Linked DNA regions of Anas platyrhynchos: region 1 is linked to region 2. Evidence: chromatin contacts called from public Hi-C data. All regions are on one chromosome and are shown on one strand. The core of a region is the stretch at or near the end of the contact, and the rest is flanking DNA. Distances in the headings are between cores, read along the strand shown.

Region 1 (5,322 bases), core at 1,274-3,773, 90 kb after region 2:
AACAGTTTTGTATGAGCTCCAGGTCACCCCAACTGCGGTTCAGAAAAATGCTACTTAGAATGCTTTCAAAATAAATCTAAAGTAGCAAAGACATGTTAACAGACTTTCCTGAGTTTGTATATGTAGATGTGACACATTACATATGTGTGTGTAGTGCACATACTATAGCCAAGTCTTTTTTGCTACAAGCAGTCAGGATCCATCAGCCAAGAACTGGATACGCCAAGTATTAATGTCTGACACAATAGCTGTATTTTACTTATTTTTAAAAGTGCAATAAAATATGTCAGTAGTTTATTATTTGAAAATATTCCTAATTCTATGAATATGTCCACCTGAAACAAGGAAAGCTGTAGCTGTTTCCACAAATGTCAGGTAAAATATGAGGCCAAATAAATTACTGATTTTTTTGAATTGAAATGCTAGTAGTCCTTTATACAACCTTGAAAGAAGAGCTTTACAAAAATCTTTTGCCTTTGCAGGATAGTATACCGGTGGCATGTAAAGAGCAAATACAGGAAGTTCATTTGGATCTTAAGCTGTACAAAAGTCAATATGCACTAGTAATTCTCTATGCTGGCTTGTTGGATATTGCACTTTACATCTGGGACACTCGAGAAAACTTTCATCAAGTAGACTTGAATGTTTCTGAGGAGGACTTCTGTCATACACTGTCATCTTATCTTCAAAAGCAGCTTGCAAGTCTGCTTGTGGTTCCACACATCCAGATTCTTGGAGTTTCTGGAAAAGGAGAATCTTTAGTGAGGGACTGGAAGATGCATCAAAGGGTCCCAGTCAAATAGATGTAGGGAAAAAGATGTTTAATGGCACGCAAATCATGCACGTTACAGCACTAAGGACTGAATTTTAAAGATGGCTAAAGGCAATTATGCTACTTGCATTAAAAACACAGAGCAATATGGGCCTGTTGTATAATTTTAACACTGCATTTTAATTAGCCTGCAGAAAAGCTACCTGCAATCTATTTAAAGCAAGCTTTCCACGATGTCTGATTAAGTAAACAAATAAGAGTACATCACTTACATTATGTCACTATTTAGTGCACATTTGCAGTGGTTTTACTCAGGTGGGCAGCTGAGCTCCACCACAACCGCTCTCTCACTCCTCCTCAGAGGAAGGGGGAGAAAATACAACACAGAACTCGAGGTCTGAGATGAGAAAGGTTTAATTAAAGGGAAAGGGAATAGTGAGAAAGAGAAACAAAAGAAACAGTAAGTCCATGTGGAAGCACAGAGAGAGGGGAAAAAAAATTCTTTATTTCCCATCAACAAGCGATGTTCAGCCATGTCCTGAGAAGCAGGGCCTCAAAACATATAGTGGTTATTCAGGAGGAACAGCCTCCTTCCCCACAAGAGCCCCCCTTTTCATTGTTGAGTGTGATATCAGGCAATATCCCTTTGGTTGGTTTAGGTCAGCTGCCCTGACAGTGTCCCCTCTCCATCACTTGCCCACCCCCAGCCTGCTGGCTCTTGGGGGCTTGGAAGGAGTCCTGATGCTGTGCCAGCACTACGCAGCAATAGACACAACACTGGAGTGTTATCAGTGCTGTTCCAGCTACAAGTGCAGAGCACAGCACTGTGTGGGCTGCTGCAGGGAAAAGGTGACTCCAGCTCAGACAGACCCAACACAACATTCATATTTTGAAGTAGTTTTCTCTTCATGGACCACTGAATAAAATGCGATTCCTGCCACTGGTTCATAAGGTATAATGAAAGAAGCTATGGTGAAAGCTGAGACAGCAAAGCCTCAGACTCCCATATTATCACTGCTAATACACAGCATTTTAGGCTTCTTAGAGCTTTCATATGCATCCTAATAAAAAAAGCAAAGTTGCTGTACACTAAATATGAAATAGTTGAGCATGACTCTTAGAAATGTTGGTACTGCATACAGGTATTTTAACCATTTTATAATACATTTGTTTACATATTGCTGTGGATTTTTTTTTTTGGGGGGGGGGGGAGGGGGGAGGGGGGAAGGAAGAGTGAAGGAAATAAAGAACAAGGACTGAAACCTTGTTACAACAGGACCCCAGGCTTAATATCAACATTAAAATAATGAAAAGTGCAGTGATCAAAAATTAAGCTGCATTTATTTTGGAAGTTGTTTTAGATTACATTTGAAATTCCTAAAAATATGCCCATACACATACCAGGGAATTCAACGTGATGTATAGGTGTACCTATATAAAGGAAATTTGTTTCACCTTTGTAACAAACCCTTCCCCAACAGTCTTCCTAGGCACTCATACATACTATGCCTCCTTAATGAAATGCCTCAACCCCCTCTATAGGGAATGCTGACTGCCTCTGCCTAGCTACCTTCCCAAACTCTTCCATGTTTTCCTTGACACCATGGACAGTTTCCAAGCAGGAAGAGACAGTCACCTGGTTCTCCATTTGGCAGTTAGCCAGCCAACTTAGCACAGGGAAAGAGTATTACAGCTTCCTCTTGCTGTGCACGAACTTCAGCTGAACAGCTGCTGCTCCTGGCAGCCAAAAGGTTTTCTAGTGGCCTCTGCTGGCAGCAGCAGCAACTACAATCCTAGCTAGCGAGGTTCTCACAGGGACAAGAACACATCAAGATCAACAATATCTCAGAAGTACTTTCTCAAATGAATCCTAAGTTGCATGCAACTAAGAGGAAGAACAGTTTGTCAGAGTTGAAAGAATTCTTCTGCTCTGCAACTGGTTAGGAGCTTTTGCATTTATATTCTCTGTAAGAAGCACAGCAGCCTCAGACCTGATCTAATGAAGGACAGAGGCATTGGATTTCTGTTTTGAATCTCATTTAAATAAATCCAGAACTGTAGGTAATAGCTAAATAGAACTGTCTCGACTAATCTTACAAGACCCTGTGTCAGAGTTACACAGTGACTTGCTTGATATATAATCCTTCCTTATAAATTTGTTGAATCAGATAGTCAAATCTAGGTGGCTTTCTTTGGGCTTATATAAGTAGCAAACAAACCACTGCCCTCAGTACAAGTGTTCTTTTTCATTTTGGGAAGTAGGCAGATCCACTTGTTGTGGCACACCCATTCAATATTGTGGGTGTATTGAATGGGGTTGGGCAGGAACTCAACTACATTTAAGGGTAGTGCCTTGTCCACTAGCAGCAAATTCCAGTAGAAGCATGCTACAGCTTTGTTATTGTGTATGTAGTTTTGTCTGTTGCATATGGCGATACAAATTGCTACTGAGGACTCTTGACTATTCTATCTCTCTTCCTTTCTATATCTCCTTCTACAGTACAAGCTGTCTGTGGCGCTTTAGAAAATACAGCAATAGCTTGCTAGCTACCATAAGGTTCTGCACCTTAGGACTATGTATTTAAAAGATGTAAACACCTGCAGTCAAAATCTGTTGACATTAACTGCACTCTGAAGTGAAGAAGTGTTCATTTATGCAACATATCTGAGTTTTCCTGCAAGTTACCCAGTACATACCAAAGGTTCCAGCCGGGTTATTTGCTCCCTGGCCTTGCGCAGTTCTTTGAGGACTTGGTTTAACTGATGCTGCAAGTTCTGGCGGTCTAGCTTTTCATTCTCAAAGTCTGTAGTACATATCTGGATCTGGCAATCCCCCCAAAAAATTAAAGAATTAAAGGCAGAATTAAGCATGTGTGAGGGCCCCTTTATCCATTTGAAGTTTTACTCAGCAATCATATCCTAAAGTGGGATAAAATTACTTGTTCTTTTCATTTCAGTAAAGTTCATACATGCCCAATTAGGAAGGTCCATAGAGGTGGAGTCAAAGGTAACTGTGGTTAGAGCACATTTGAGCTATCTCAGTCTTAAACTGAAGATTTTACATGGAGGAGCATGTAGGACATGTTCAATAAAAATGCCAGTTCCTACCCAGTGATCTTACTTGTAGCAGTTTGAAAAGAGTACATGAATAACACTACACCCATGCTTGGCAAGTAAGTATGATATAACTTTCTCCAAGGACATCAGTTAGATCTGCAAGAACGTAGTTGGGAAAAGAAGCAGTAACACGAAAGATGTCAATGACTATCAAGAGTATGTTACAGATTTCAGTGAGCTGAATGTTTTAGGATGTTTCCCATACCTAATTTAAGGCTGTACAGTTTCTATTTATTTGAACAAGCAATTGCACGGAAGTAGCATCAGGTTTAGTTGCAGCCTCTCCCCTATAAAAGGTTAGGGATTTCCTTCAACAAGGGTCAGAATTTTTAGAAGCACTAAGGGATCACCCCTAATTGCATATGTAGGTCTAATATTACTTCAATATAGCACTTATTCTTAAACTTGAGAAGTTAGTCTAGAAAGCCTTCCTGCATATCACAATTTAAGTATCAGGTTCTTAAATAATCAACCCAGTATCTGAACATGTAATTGGGTACCTGTTGTTCCAACAAAGCTATCCTAGTGTGTTCCTCCTGCTGTTTGAGCAATGATTTACGAAGAAGTTGTACCTACAAGGCAGAAGAACATGTAAGCAATTTCTACATACAATAGATAATAAACTTGAAACAATTAGCCTAGAGAGGAATAGAGCTAAGTTTTTGTATGCCAGTACGAGCAGAAAACATGCCTGTTACGCAACAGCCAAGCCCAATTTAACACTTCCCCGGGTTTTCCCCAAGGAAGTATTTATCACTGCACCGAGGGGGAAGAACGTAGTTTAATATTATAGTTAAACAAAAAAATTCCTAGTGATTGACAGAACAGAAAATACACAAAATACATGTTTCGACTAACATACCGTGTTTTTTGTTTTTTGTTTTTTTTTTTTTTTAAGTTAAGCAATGTATATTTAAATATAAGTGAGAAAGTTAGAAAATACTCAACAATAATGGATTAAGTAACTGCAAAAGCCTCTTTAGGGAGATAAACTGATGTTCTACAATTAACCTAATTTGGTGCCTATTAAGTTATATCCTCTTATTTCAAACTTCAGTTCTATGTTGTTTTATGCTATTGACTGCAAACTTCTCTAAGTAGCAGGTGTATCATATTTGGATGCCCTGAGGGCAGACCTTCAAGAAGAACTATCCAGGTTCTCTTCAACCAGTAGGTAATCATGATTTCATGCCCAGAAAAAGAAAGTTTTTGTTGGCATGGTGATGCTAACAAGAGTACTTTGTTTCAAGATACTACAGTAGTTGTCCACATAGGAAAGGTAGCAAAGTCCTCATTACTACTCCAAAAAAATCATTTTTTTATCCAAACATACAATATGCACTTGTTTACCCTATTTTGATGGAAAAACTCTTAACCCAAAGGGGTTAAAAACCATTGGCCTCAGGAAAATTGAAGGTAGAATCAAAAACTAC
Region 2 (5,310 bases), core at 2,656-5,155:
AGTCTTGGGCTTGTGAGTCAGCTGTGACTTAACTACACTTTGCTGGGGCTTGTTGGAAGGCACAGTGCATCCCGAAATTTGTACAGAGGTACACGTTAAAGAAAGCAGACTGCACTTACTGAATGTAATTTTACTCGCACACATGAACTTGTATTTTTAGCTCTGCTTGCTTTTCTACAAATTACTAGGGGACTTCAAATAGAAAGAGATGAAAATCAGGAACATGACAGATGCCATGAGACTGTTCGTACTACGAAGATATGAAAATAAAAGATTTGGCGACTTCACAGATGTAGAATGGAGGAAGGTGCTGATACCAACTAATGTTAGAAAATCTCGTTTCCTCATTTTTCAACAAAATAAGTGGTATAATGGAGAAAGAGGAGAGATTAGACATAATAAATCTGAACATTACTAATACTTCTGATATCTCTGAATTCATTTCTCATGTGAAACTCAAATGTATGTACTCTGCAAACAGGTCTTATAATGGCAGTGACTGCCTTGCCCTCACTCTCTGTACCTGTGGTAGCTGTCCCTTGTGGCATACTGGCAAAGCTGCCTTAGTGTTCCTTAAAAACAGAAAGAGGAATCTGAGTCTGAAGAATAGCAATAAAGTATATAAGAGTTCTCAAAAATTTAACCTATATGGAAAGGTACTTTAATTTCTTTAGCTTCAAAAAGAGAAGACTGTGGGCATATGTCTTCCAGTATATAAAGATGTATGAGAAAAACATAGATCAATTCTTGCCTTCTGTATCAACTGGTTTAGGGCATTAAAATTATCTCACGTAGCAACTAGGGAGATTTGTCTTATATATTAGGAAAAAAACAAACAAACAAACACTATATACCTTAAAGGTTAATAGCTATTTACACTGTGGAAACTCCTATACCAAAAAAACTTTTAGGAACAGCCCAACAAATACATCAGGTATAGTCTTGTGAATTCTGCATCTCCATGATTTAGTAACTTCTTTTAGTACATACATGTTGATAAGAGTATTCCCCCCAGAAATATGGCAGAATTCAATAAATAAGTGAACAGGTTGCTTAAGTTAACATAATGCTACCTCCACAGCAAGTTCAGAGGTCTGCCCTGACACAGAAAGGCACATGCCAGATGTTAAAATTTACCTTTCACTCTTCAGCACAAATTATATGAGTTGATACCTATTCATAAATCATGTTGTGTTTGCAACAGCTTTACCACCAATTTAATGAATTTGAATGACCGAGAAGTGGCAAATTCAATTAAATGAAACTGGCCTCTTTTTTTTTTTCTCCATACTGAGTCTATCTCTGTGGTCCACATAATATGATGTGATTACATAGACAACTGGAAGAAGGAGTGAAAGTAGAGAAGCTAAAGCTAAACTCTTGGAAGTATTTCAGAATCATGGACATTACCTTCTGTTATTAAGAATATCCCAGCTTCACAGTAATTTCCGTTTCTTCTTCCCAGAACTTTCTACAGAATTGTTACACTGACTTGTCAGAAAACTGAGTGATAAATGTCAATAATTTGAAAACTTGGAGAGAAAACATTTACTTCCTGGAGGTTTTACAACCATGTCTGACTTAGGCTTTCTGGATACAGTGGGTCTGATCTTAACCCAATTCTGGATTTAGGTCAGGAGTAAAAGGACAACTACAGTGATATTGTATTCCTCGTGGGTCACGAAGTTCAGGGCTACTGTAATTTAAGAGAACAGTTTCACATTACTGCTGATTTAATGGAGATCTGCTGCTGAAAGGGCTGTCCTTATAGCTCACCTCCCCCTTCACTCCTGTCCCATCCCTCCATTCCTAACCTGTTTTTGCACCAGCACTGATACTCAACAGATGCCGCAGCAGGAGTGTCAAAGGAGCTAGACTGGCAGCAAATTAAATACTGCAGTTCAGCAGAAGCGGTCAGACAAGCACTACTGCCAATTTGAGAAAAGGAATGCCCTTTTCAGCAGCAGCTAACTCACAGATTGATTTACCTGTAATTGCAAACTGTGCTGCAAAGAGCTGGTTATAGAATTATTGAAATCCACTTTAAAGCTGTAACGCCTCCCACCCCCCAAGAAATGATGCCCATCTTTTTGCCCTTTTCCCCTGTATCTTTCAGTCCTCTGGGAATCTGACGAGAGAATTGTCCTTCTTAGTGTCAAAGCATATTGATGCAAGGTTAAAGCAATGAAAATACTCCCAGAAGATCGAGCTATAATCTATCTACAACAAGCTATGGACAGGCCTAATTTCAACTTCCCATCTATTTAGCAGGCTGTTTCTGATCCACTTACCCAGCTGTAGGTTGTAAAGTAGCTTACTGTAGCCTGCATATAAAAAGCAGTCAGCGTTGGGATGTTTTAAAGCCAGACATCAGAATAGTATAGTGCAGTAAAATGAAATTATCTAGCAGCTATTCTCAGCAAAACTGCATATACAATAACTTCAGCATCCACAACAGTTGCTATAGTTGGACTCTCTGCAGAATCTTCCTGTTCCAGAAAGTTTATATTTTCTATATGCAGGCCTTTGTGGCCACAGTACAATGATGAGAGATTCAAGAATTGTAGATCTTCTCTCTACCTTTCCCACTGTTCTTCAAAGTGCATAATCAATGATATGTTGGCCCAGTTTCTAGAATCATGTCAAGATTCATTCATACTAAAGCAGTCTGCCATTTCCGTAGGAGAGGAAAAACAAAAAGAATACGCCTGCTATTACAGCTTCGTGTGTATACATTATTTATTTTGTGATATTTAAATTATTAACTAGGATAATTCCATTTTTGCAACAGTCTCTGCCCTTTAGAGGAAATGGGACACTTTCAGTGGGGCTTCAGCAGCATGCCATATACATTCAGTGAGTGCCACATACACTTGGCTCTCAGATCCTTTCCATGGAACACCACCTTTAAATCCCTTCCAGAGCTGTAACAACATAATTAGTGACAAAAATACCTGAGCAAGAGAAAAAACACTTCTCTTTTGAAACCGAAATTCAGTAGCCAAGGTAAGGAGGTACATTGAAAGCTGCGGTGTGCAACAGCCTCGCTATATAATAGCAACTCCCTATAATGTTTTTCGTTAGTAACAATGAAAGTAGTATTTCAATTTCAAAAATTTTCCATTGTGAAGTAGATCTGTGATTTAAGACTCCAGGAATCAATAGCATGGCTGGGAACTCTGATATATTCCAGAATAAAGTATCTGTGATGGATTGCAGCATCTCTGACCTCAGCAGCCAACGCACCGGTTCAAGTATGGTGCGTCCTAATGTTTGATGGGAAACAGTATCAGCTGCCTGACAGCTACTTGCTGGCACTGACCGTTTAATGGTGGACACCGGCATTTCCCAGCCAGCTCACGAGAACACTTCGGGGGTGCAAAGCTCCTTTCCCTCAGGCCAAACTCCACCACCCCCGGGCGAGCAGCGGCGGTGCCAGCCGCACCGCAGCGCAGCAGGAGAAGCCAGGGGAGCACAGGCAGGAGCAGCGCTGCCGGGCGATAGATGGGCTGGGGCCGGGGCCAGCCGGGCATTCCTCCCACAGGGCCCTCGCCGCCGCTGCCACCCCAGCCCCGGGGCCTCTTTCCCCCGGGGAAGGGCAGCGGGGGGACCCGGCGCCCCCGAGCCCGCTCCCGGCCCCGCTGCGCCCCGAGCCCCCCCCCAGCCCCTCCAGCCGGGCGGCACCCGCCGGGGCTGCTCCTACCTTCCCCGAGGCGGCGGCGGGCGCAGCCGGGGCCGTGCACCGGGATCCCGGACGGGGAGGCTCCCCTCGCCCCTCAGCATGATGAGCGCCTCTCCCCTCCCCTCCCCTGCCGGCGCGCCTCGCCCTCGCCCTCCCCCGGCCGCCGGCTCCCCGCCGCGCTCCGCCGGCCCCCCGAGCCCCTCGGCGCCCCTCCGCCGAGCGCAGGCAGCTCCCGGCGCGGCCCCGCTCCGCCTCTGGCCCCGGTTTCCGGGAGGGGCCCGCGGCCCGGCCCTCGCGCGCGGTCCAAGCCCCGGTCCCGGCCCCGGCCCCGGCCGCCGCCGCCGCCATGGTGCCCCAGCAGCTGCGCCTCGGCGCCGCCGTGAGTGGGGCCGCGGAGGGAGGGACGCGGGGAGGGGGCAGGCGGCGGCGCCGCGGGGAAGGCCCGGGGTAGGGGCAGGCCGCGGGCCCCGCACGGGCACAGCCCCCGCCGCCGTGCGGCCCGCGGCCTGCCGGGCCGGGGAAGGGCAGGGATCGGAAGGGAAGGGACGGGAAGAGACGGGAAGCTTTCAGGGCGTGAGGGGTGGCTTTGGAAGTTGCCTAAGACCAACCCAGGCCTTTCCTCAGCGTCATTTTTCACTGTGGAGCCCCACAAACCTTTGAACTCCACTGCCGTAGCCTGCTTGCTGTCTTACCTTTTACTTTTTTTTTTTTTTTTTTTTTGAGAGACAGTTTTAATAAAAAACCTTTGCAAAGAGGCTGTACTTTGTGGCTTTTCTCTTTGTTAGGAGCGTTCACCATGCAGTATGTACAAACACATTTCGTAATCGTGTTTTTGTGAAATTCACTGAACGGCCTGTCAATTGTTTTCCACCCAAGTGGCGGCTGCAGAGTCCCAGCGAAGCCCGGAAGCTGACAGGAAGGTGCAGGAGCACTGAGCACTGCCGCATGCGGATCCCTGTCTGTTGCGCTCAGTTTCCTGTCAGTTTCCAGCCTTCAGCTCCTTGCAGCTCTGGTCTGGATCCCGGGCTCAGTTGAGGCATTCCCAGGGCAGTGTGTGCCAAAACGAGCACAGGGGCCTGCCTGGGGCTGGGCGCAGACAGGAGCACAGCCCTGTGAGCTGGGCAGGTACAGGGAAGGCTGAGTGGTGCCTGTTAAAGGAGCTGCGTGACGAGGGGCCACGAGATGGGATTTTGTGTCTAGGACTGTGTTGCCTTTTTTTTTTTTTTTTTTTTTTCGTTTACAGTTCAACCGTAGGAGTCAACATGAACAGTTCTCTGATGTGCACATTTCACTAGTGTGCCTTTACCTCAATGAAAAGGGTTAAAACAGGGTTGAAGGTTTTGCACCCTTTTCTGGATGCCAATGCCTCCTGCAAGTGTGGTGCTGGGGAGTTGGCATCAACAGTTGACATTTCCTGTCTGCTGTCAGTCATACGCAACGTTACTGCATTTACCGCGTGTAAACTGCTAGTTTACAGGAGCTCTAATTTAGTTAGTGCTTTCCAAAAGTGAATCCAAGATGTTGGGATTGCTTAACTGTCAGTGATTTAAGTGTATCCCAAAGTACACTTGTTTTAGTACTTGTTTTAGTTTTGTGGTTTCAGTTTGTGGTGGTGTTTGGAAAAAAAA

Evidence for each region. Hi-C and Micro-C count contacts between places; a contact is called where the count stands out from the background.
Region 1: a Hi-C map of F5 follicle shows a contact between it and region 2, with 2.5 times the contacts expected there. The contact joins the enhancer-like site here to the promoter of LGI1 in region 2. A contact is called at or near these places in 6 of 8 Hi-C or Micro-C datasets (F1 follicle, F5 follicle, liver and 3 more).

What each region holds. Positions count from the first base shown.
Region 1 is chr6:24,766,633-24,771,954 of IASCAAS_PekinDuck_T2T, forward strand. CEP55 (centrosomal protein 55) reads right to left here. Exons shown (of 7, transcript XM_038181572.2): 6 at 4,390-4,461; 7 at 230-741. The coding sequence ends at 535. Among named protein-coding and RNA genes, the nearest start is that of CEP55, 11 kb to the right of the region's middle. Within about 2 kb of position 2,524, at least 5 of the 8 cell types and tissues checked have an H3K27ac peak or open chromatin away from gene starts, as enhancers often do. A contact at or near this core is called in F1 follicle, F5 follicle, small yellow follicle and 1 more, where this site is marked.
Region 2 is chr6:24,674,980-24,680,289 of IASCAAS_PekinDuck_T2T, forward strand. LGI1 (leucine rich glioma inactivated 1) reads right to left here and starts at 3,906. Exons shown (of 8, transcript XM_038181569.2): 1 at 3,704-3,906. The coding sequence starts at 3,783. It overlaps LOC101800677 (protein FRA10AC1), which reads left to right and starts at 3,883. Exons shown (of 15, transcript XM_027460404.3): 1 at 3,883-4,061. The coding sequence starts at 4,029.